2 separate regions of the Pan troglodytes genome follow, and region 1 is linked to region 2. Evidence: chromatin contacts called from public Hi-C data. All regions are on one chromosome and are shown on one strand. The core of a region is the stretch at or near the end of the contact, and the rest is flanking DNA. Distances in the headings are between cores, read along the strand shown.

Evidence for each region. A called contact is a pair of places that touch in the nucleus more often than the background predicts.
Region 1: a Hi-C map of stem cell-derived neural progenitor cells shows a contact between it and region 2, with 2.8 times the contacts expected there. The contact joins the promoter of IFT140 here to the promoter of CLCN7 in region 2. A contact is called at or near these places in 1 of 7 Hi-C or Micro-C datasets (stem cell-derived neural progenitor cells) and 1 of 1 datasets of contacts at active chromatin or transcription factors (stem cell-derived excitatory neurons).

The regions. Positions count from the first base shown.
Region 1 is chr18:4,004,248-4,006,947 of NHGRI_mPanTro3-v2.0_pri, forward strand. It overlaps IFT140 (intraflagellar transport 140), which reads right to left and starts at 1,443. Exons shown (of 31, transcript XM_054668642.2): 1 at 1,306-1,443; 2 at 1-176. CRAMP1 (cramped chromatin regulator homolog 1) reads left to right here and starts at 1,697. Exons shown (of 21, transcript XM_063796435.1): 1 at 1,697-1,995.
Region 2 is chr18:3,866,215-3,868,995 of NHGRI_mPanTro3-v2.0_pri, forward strand. CLCN7 (chloride voltage-gated channel 7) reads right to left here and starts at 1,311. Exons shown (of 25, transcript XM_001159424.8): 1 at 737-1,311. The coding sequence starts at 877.

The sequences.
Region 1 (2,700 bases), core at 193-2,692, 140 kb after region 2:
TGAGCCGCCGCGCGTTGCCGGGACAACGGCGCGCCAGGAACGCGGAAATAGCCGAAGGTGAGCGAGGCGGCCCCGAGGACTCCCGAAGCGCCCCGAGCGGCCGGAAAGAGCCGAAGGCGATCGGGCACGCACGTGCGGCTCCGAGGCCCGAGCGCCGGGGGCCGGGTTATTCCGCTCTGCAAGAGAGAAGCGGGACGAGCTTTTTCTAGGAGAGACGGCGGCGCAGGGCCTGCGTCCGGGTCCCCTTTGTGTGGAGGGCGCGCTGTCACAGCCCCGATCAACCGCGGCATCCTCCCCTCCTGGGCGTGTTCCCTTCCCGTGCATCCCGAGGCGGAGCCTTTCCATCACGGGGCGGTCTCGGCCCAGGCCTTCCCTGGGCTCCGCGTTTCTAGTTTCGGAGTGGAGGGCGTGGGTCAAGCGTTTCTGGGAAAGTCGATGCGCTCGGCAGTGTCCTGAGCTGTTGGGTGACTGAGGGCCTGTTCCATCGCCGGGCCCTGGACTCCACAGAGCCAAGCGAGGCAGGGAGCGCCCCCCAGAAAGCAGCTGGCGGCCGGACGCGGGGCTCGCGCTTGGGCTTCCAGCTCTTGGGAGGCTGGGGCGGGCGGATCGTTGGAGCCCAGGAGTTCGAGACCAGCCTGGGCAACAAGGCGAGCTCCTGTCTCTAAAAAATTACAAAAATTAGCCGGGCGCGGTGGCGCCTGTAGTCTCGGCTACAGGAGGCTGAGGGAGGAGAATCGCCTGAGCCCCGGGAGGCGGAGACTGCAGCGAGCCGAGATCGGGCCACTGCACTCCAGCCTGGGCGACAGAGCGAGTCAAAAAAAAAAAAAAAAAAAAAAAAAGAAAAGAAAAGGAAAAGAAACACTGGAATTTGAGCCGGGCGCGGCGGCTCACGCCTGCAAACCCAGCACTTTGGGAGGCTGAGACGAGCGGATCACTTGAGGTCAGGAGTTCGAGACTAGCTTGGCCAACATGGTGAAACCCCGTATGTACTAAAAACACAGAAATTAGCGAGTATGGTGGCGCGCGCCTGTAATTCCAGCTACTCGGGAGGCTGAGGCAGGAGAATCGCTTGAACCTGGGAGGCGGAGCTTGCAGTGAGCCGAGATTGCGCCACTGCACTCCAGCCTGGGCGACAGAGCGAAACTCCGTCTCAAAAAAAAAAAAAAGAAAGAAAGAAACACTAGAATTTGAAAAACACCCCTCTGCTTTCTTGCTATGAAGAAAATGACTAAGTGCCCAGCGCCGCTCGGCTACGCTAACGTAGCGCAGAAGCACACACTCCACCCAAGAAAGGGTGCGCTTAACTGCCTCAGACGTGCTTCCACACTTCTCAGAACTCAGGTTCGCGCCCGATTCCACACTCCGAGCTACCACGCCGTTTTCTTCTCACGTATCCGTCAACACTGCTGCGGCCAATCACAGCACGGGCCCTGGCCTATTGGCTGTCTGTCCACCAATCCAAAGAGACGCACAGTCCGCAAGGTCGCGAGGCTGGCGTCACAACACTACTGGCGCCGCGGGCTCGCCCCCGACGCCCACCGGGCTCGTACGTGCGAGCGCGCCCGCCCAGCGCTAGCCAATGGGGGCGCCGTTTTGGGGAGACGGGCCCGAAGAAACATTGGGGGTGCTCGCCCCCGCGTTCGTCGCCCCGCCCCGCGCGCCCGCGCACCCCGGCCCCGCCCCCGCGCGCCGTCCGTGAGGTCCCCACCGGCCGCCGTAGCCGGAACTGCTGCTGAGGGCGGCGGGCCGGCTTCGCTAGGCTGAGCGGCGGCAGTATCTGCGACCGCAGCCCCTTCAGCCGCGCGCCGGCCCGCGGAGGGGACGTACCGGGGCTAGCGCCGATCGACCAGTCGCTTCCGAGGCGGACGACCAGCCCGGCGTTGCGGCCTCCCTGCAGCCGGCGCTCGGGGGCCGGGGCTGCCCGGCCCGGCTGGTTCTGCGGGCACCCGGGGAGGCCCCGGGAAGCCAGGCTGCCGCCCGGCGTTGATGAAAAAGGTGACCAAGGCTGGGCGGTGGGGCTGTCATGGCGAGGCCCGGCCGGGGGTTCCTGTTGGGCGGCGCGGGAGAGCGCTGTTGGGGGGGCGTCGCTTCCACAGCGCCCGGTACAGCCAGAACTGGCCTCAGGGCGAGGAGGCTTCTGCGTCCCCATCCCGAGACGCGAGCCGGTGCGGAGTGGGACGGGGCTGGAGGAGACTGCGCCCCCGAGAAAATCCGGTCTCGTTGGAGGTTCTCGCGAAAAGGAGGCCATCCCCCTGCTTGTTGGCCCTTAGGGTAAAGTCTGGACGGCGTCGGTCCTTTCAGTGGCGAAAAGCGCTTCCCCGTGCTCGGTCGGCGTCTTGGGTGTGGAGCCCGGCGAGCGGGCGAGTTCACTCTGGTGGCCGAGTTTGTTTTGCTTGGGTCCCGGGTGGCCTGCGGGCGGACAGGTCCCTGGGCAGCGGGGTTCTCAGCCCGAGACGAGGTCTTTGGGGGTTTAGGTTTCTTGAGTAGAAAGAAGTGGGTTGAGGGGGAAGAGTGGGAAGTCTTGCCACGAAATCCCTTAAGTTGGGGTGTTTGTCGTGGGTGGTTTTGTTCTTTGGCAGAGTTTTTTTTTAAAACTAGCGTGAACTCAAGAGATTCCCTAGACCAATTCCGACAGGAGAAAACGGCCACGGATCCTTGTGTGATCTGCACCTCAGGGTGGGGGCATCATTGCGACTTTGA
Region 2 (2,781 bases), core at 61-2,560:
AAAAAAAAAAAAAAAAATTAAGACAATACACAGACAGGGAAACAAATGTACCCGCAACGGTTCTCCAGACCTTAACACTGCTCAGACGCACGCTGCAGGGTGACATGCGGAACGCATTCCAACCTCTGACTTGCTGCTTATTGTGTTTGCCTGCACATTGCAAATTCAACTCGGTGCTAAGGGAGACTGAGTACAAATACTCGTCACTCCCAAGATCACCTGAAAGTCGGGACTGATCCCCACACAGAAAGATGGCAGATAAAGGCGCTCAGTCATTCTCACTGAAAGAGACCCGGCTGCAATCTTAACTGTTTCCATCTCCCAGGCGGTCAAAACGCAAACAAAATTAGTTGCTCGTGTAGGATGACAATTTTTAAAAGTCACCTGAACAGAAAGCCACTTGCACCCCTTTAGGGCCAGTCTGGGGGACACCGGAGGGAATGAACGTGCGCCACGGCTGCCCCGGCGCCCCTCATTCCGCGGGGTCTGGCGAGCTCCGCCTCGCTCACCCAGCTCTCCCGGCCACCGAGCCCGGCGCGGCCTCCGAAGACTCCAGACCCCAGGCGCCCCCGCCAGCCCGGCCCCGCCGAGGAGCCCCGGGGCGCGTTCCCGAGTCCACCGCGCCTCGGTCGCCTCCAGGACCGAGACACGCGGCGCCGCCAGAAGGCTCAAGAGGGCGCGGGCTGCGGGGCGCACGAGGGCTCAGTTTCCCCGCCTGCGCCCTGCCCGGCCTCACCTGGCGCGCAGCCCCGGGCCCAGCCCCGTTCAGCAGCGGCGTCCCCCCGCCGGGCCGCGCCGTCCTCCGCAGCAGCGGCGCCGCCTCCTCGTCGTCCCGGTCCCGGCCGGACCAGGACACCTTCTTAGAGACGTTGGCCATGGCCCGCCGCGGAGCGACACCGGCCGGGAAGCGCCGGCTGCCCCCGTGTTTGTTCTCGTGACCCGCGCCGGCGGCCACGTGACAGGCGATGGCAGCCACGTGACGCGCGACGGGGCCACGTGACGCGCGACGGCGACCACGTGACCTGCAACGGCAACCACCGAAGCCCGGTCGCGCGGGGGCTCCTGGGAGCCGCGCTCCCGGCGGGTCGTGGCGCCGCCCGCCCTAGACAATCGCCGCGGCCCTGAGGACCCCGTTCTGCCCACGCGACTGCAAAGGCGGCCCCGTTGGGCTGAGCGCCGAGTGCTTGGGAGGCGAATGGCCGCCCCCGGGACCTCGGGCCGGGAGTCGGGGCGAGGGAAGCGCCCGGGGCCTGAGGGCAGGAGCCGGCTGGAGGGGCTCCCCCAGCCCCGGTCGCCCGCGCCGATCGTGACGGAGCCGCGGTGGGGAAGGGAGGAGGGAGGCGGGGCGAGGGCAGGCCCTTCCTTGCCATAGGCGGCGGCTAAAGACGTGAAGGATGAAATTACAAGTCCCGAAGTATGCATCCGCCCTCGCAGTAGGCACTCGGGCGAGGGTCGGAGTGGAGGCTTCCTCCAGGCAGCCCCAGAGGGTCCTCCCGCCTAATGAGAAAAGAACAGAAAGCGAGTCCTCTTCAACGATCAGGCCCAGAGACAGTACAGGAGGGTCGCCTCTGGAAACTGCCGGCTACTACGCAGATAGCTGTGAACTAGCCAAATAGCCGCCCGGACCCTGTACCCGCACCAGTGCACAGCCCATCACTAATCAATGGTATTTCCATAAACCAAAGAGAATTCTTGACAACTTTACATCAGCCCACACCCTGTCGCCACCTTTTGGGTCATTTATTTATTTATTTTGAGACAGGGTCTCCCTCTGTCGCCCAGGCTGGAGTGCGGTGGTGCGGTCACAGCTCAGTGCAGCCTTGACCTCCTGGACTCAAGCCATCCTCCCGCCTCAGCCTCTGGAGTAACAGGGACCACAGGCCTGCGCCCCCACACCCGGCTAATTTTTGCTGTGGAGCTCACAGTGTGTTGCCCAGGCTGTTCTCAAACTTCTGACCTCAAATGACCCTTCCACGTTAGCCTCTAGAGTAAACTCTTTATATTTTGTGCCACATCCTCTTCATATTTTGTGCCTCATCCTCTTCCTTTTAAAAGGTCGATATTTTTATTATTGAGACGGAGTCTCGCTCTGTCGCCCAGGTTGGAGTGCAGTGGCGCAATCTCGGCTCACTGCCTCCCGGGTTCATGCCTCAGCCTCCCGAGTAGCTGGGACTACAGGCGCCCGTCACCATGCCCGGCTAATTTTTTGTATTTTTAGTACAGATGGGGTTTCACCGTGTTAGCCAGGATGGTCTCGATCTCCTGACCTCGTGATCCACCCGCCTCGGCCTCCCAAAGTGCTGAGATTACAGGCGTGAGCCACGGTGCCCGGCCTTTTTTAAAATTATTATTATTTTTCAGACACAGTCTCACTTTGTCACCCAGGCTGAAGTACAATGACAAGATCATAGCTCACTGCAGCCTTGACCTCTTGGGTTCAAGGGATCCTCCTTCCTCAGCCTCCTGAGTTGCTAGGACTCTTCGTATGAGCCACTATGCCCGGCCATGGTTGGCATTTCTTTTCTTCTTTCTCCTTCTTTTTTTTTTTTTTTTTTTTTTTGAGGCGGAGTTTCACTCTTGTCACCCAGGCTGTAGTGCAATGGCACTATCTTGGATCACTGCAACCTCCGCCTCCTGGGTTCAAATGATTCTTCTGCCTCAGCCTCCCGAGTAGCTGAGATTACAGGCACCCGCCACCACACCTGGCTAGTTTTTCTTTTTTTTTGTTTCTTTTTGTTTTTTTTTGAGACAGAGTCTCGCTCTGTTGCCCAGGCTGGAGTG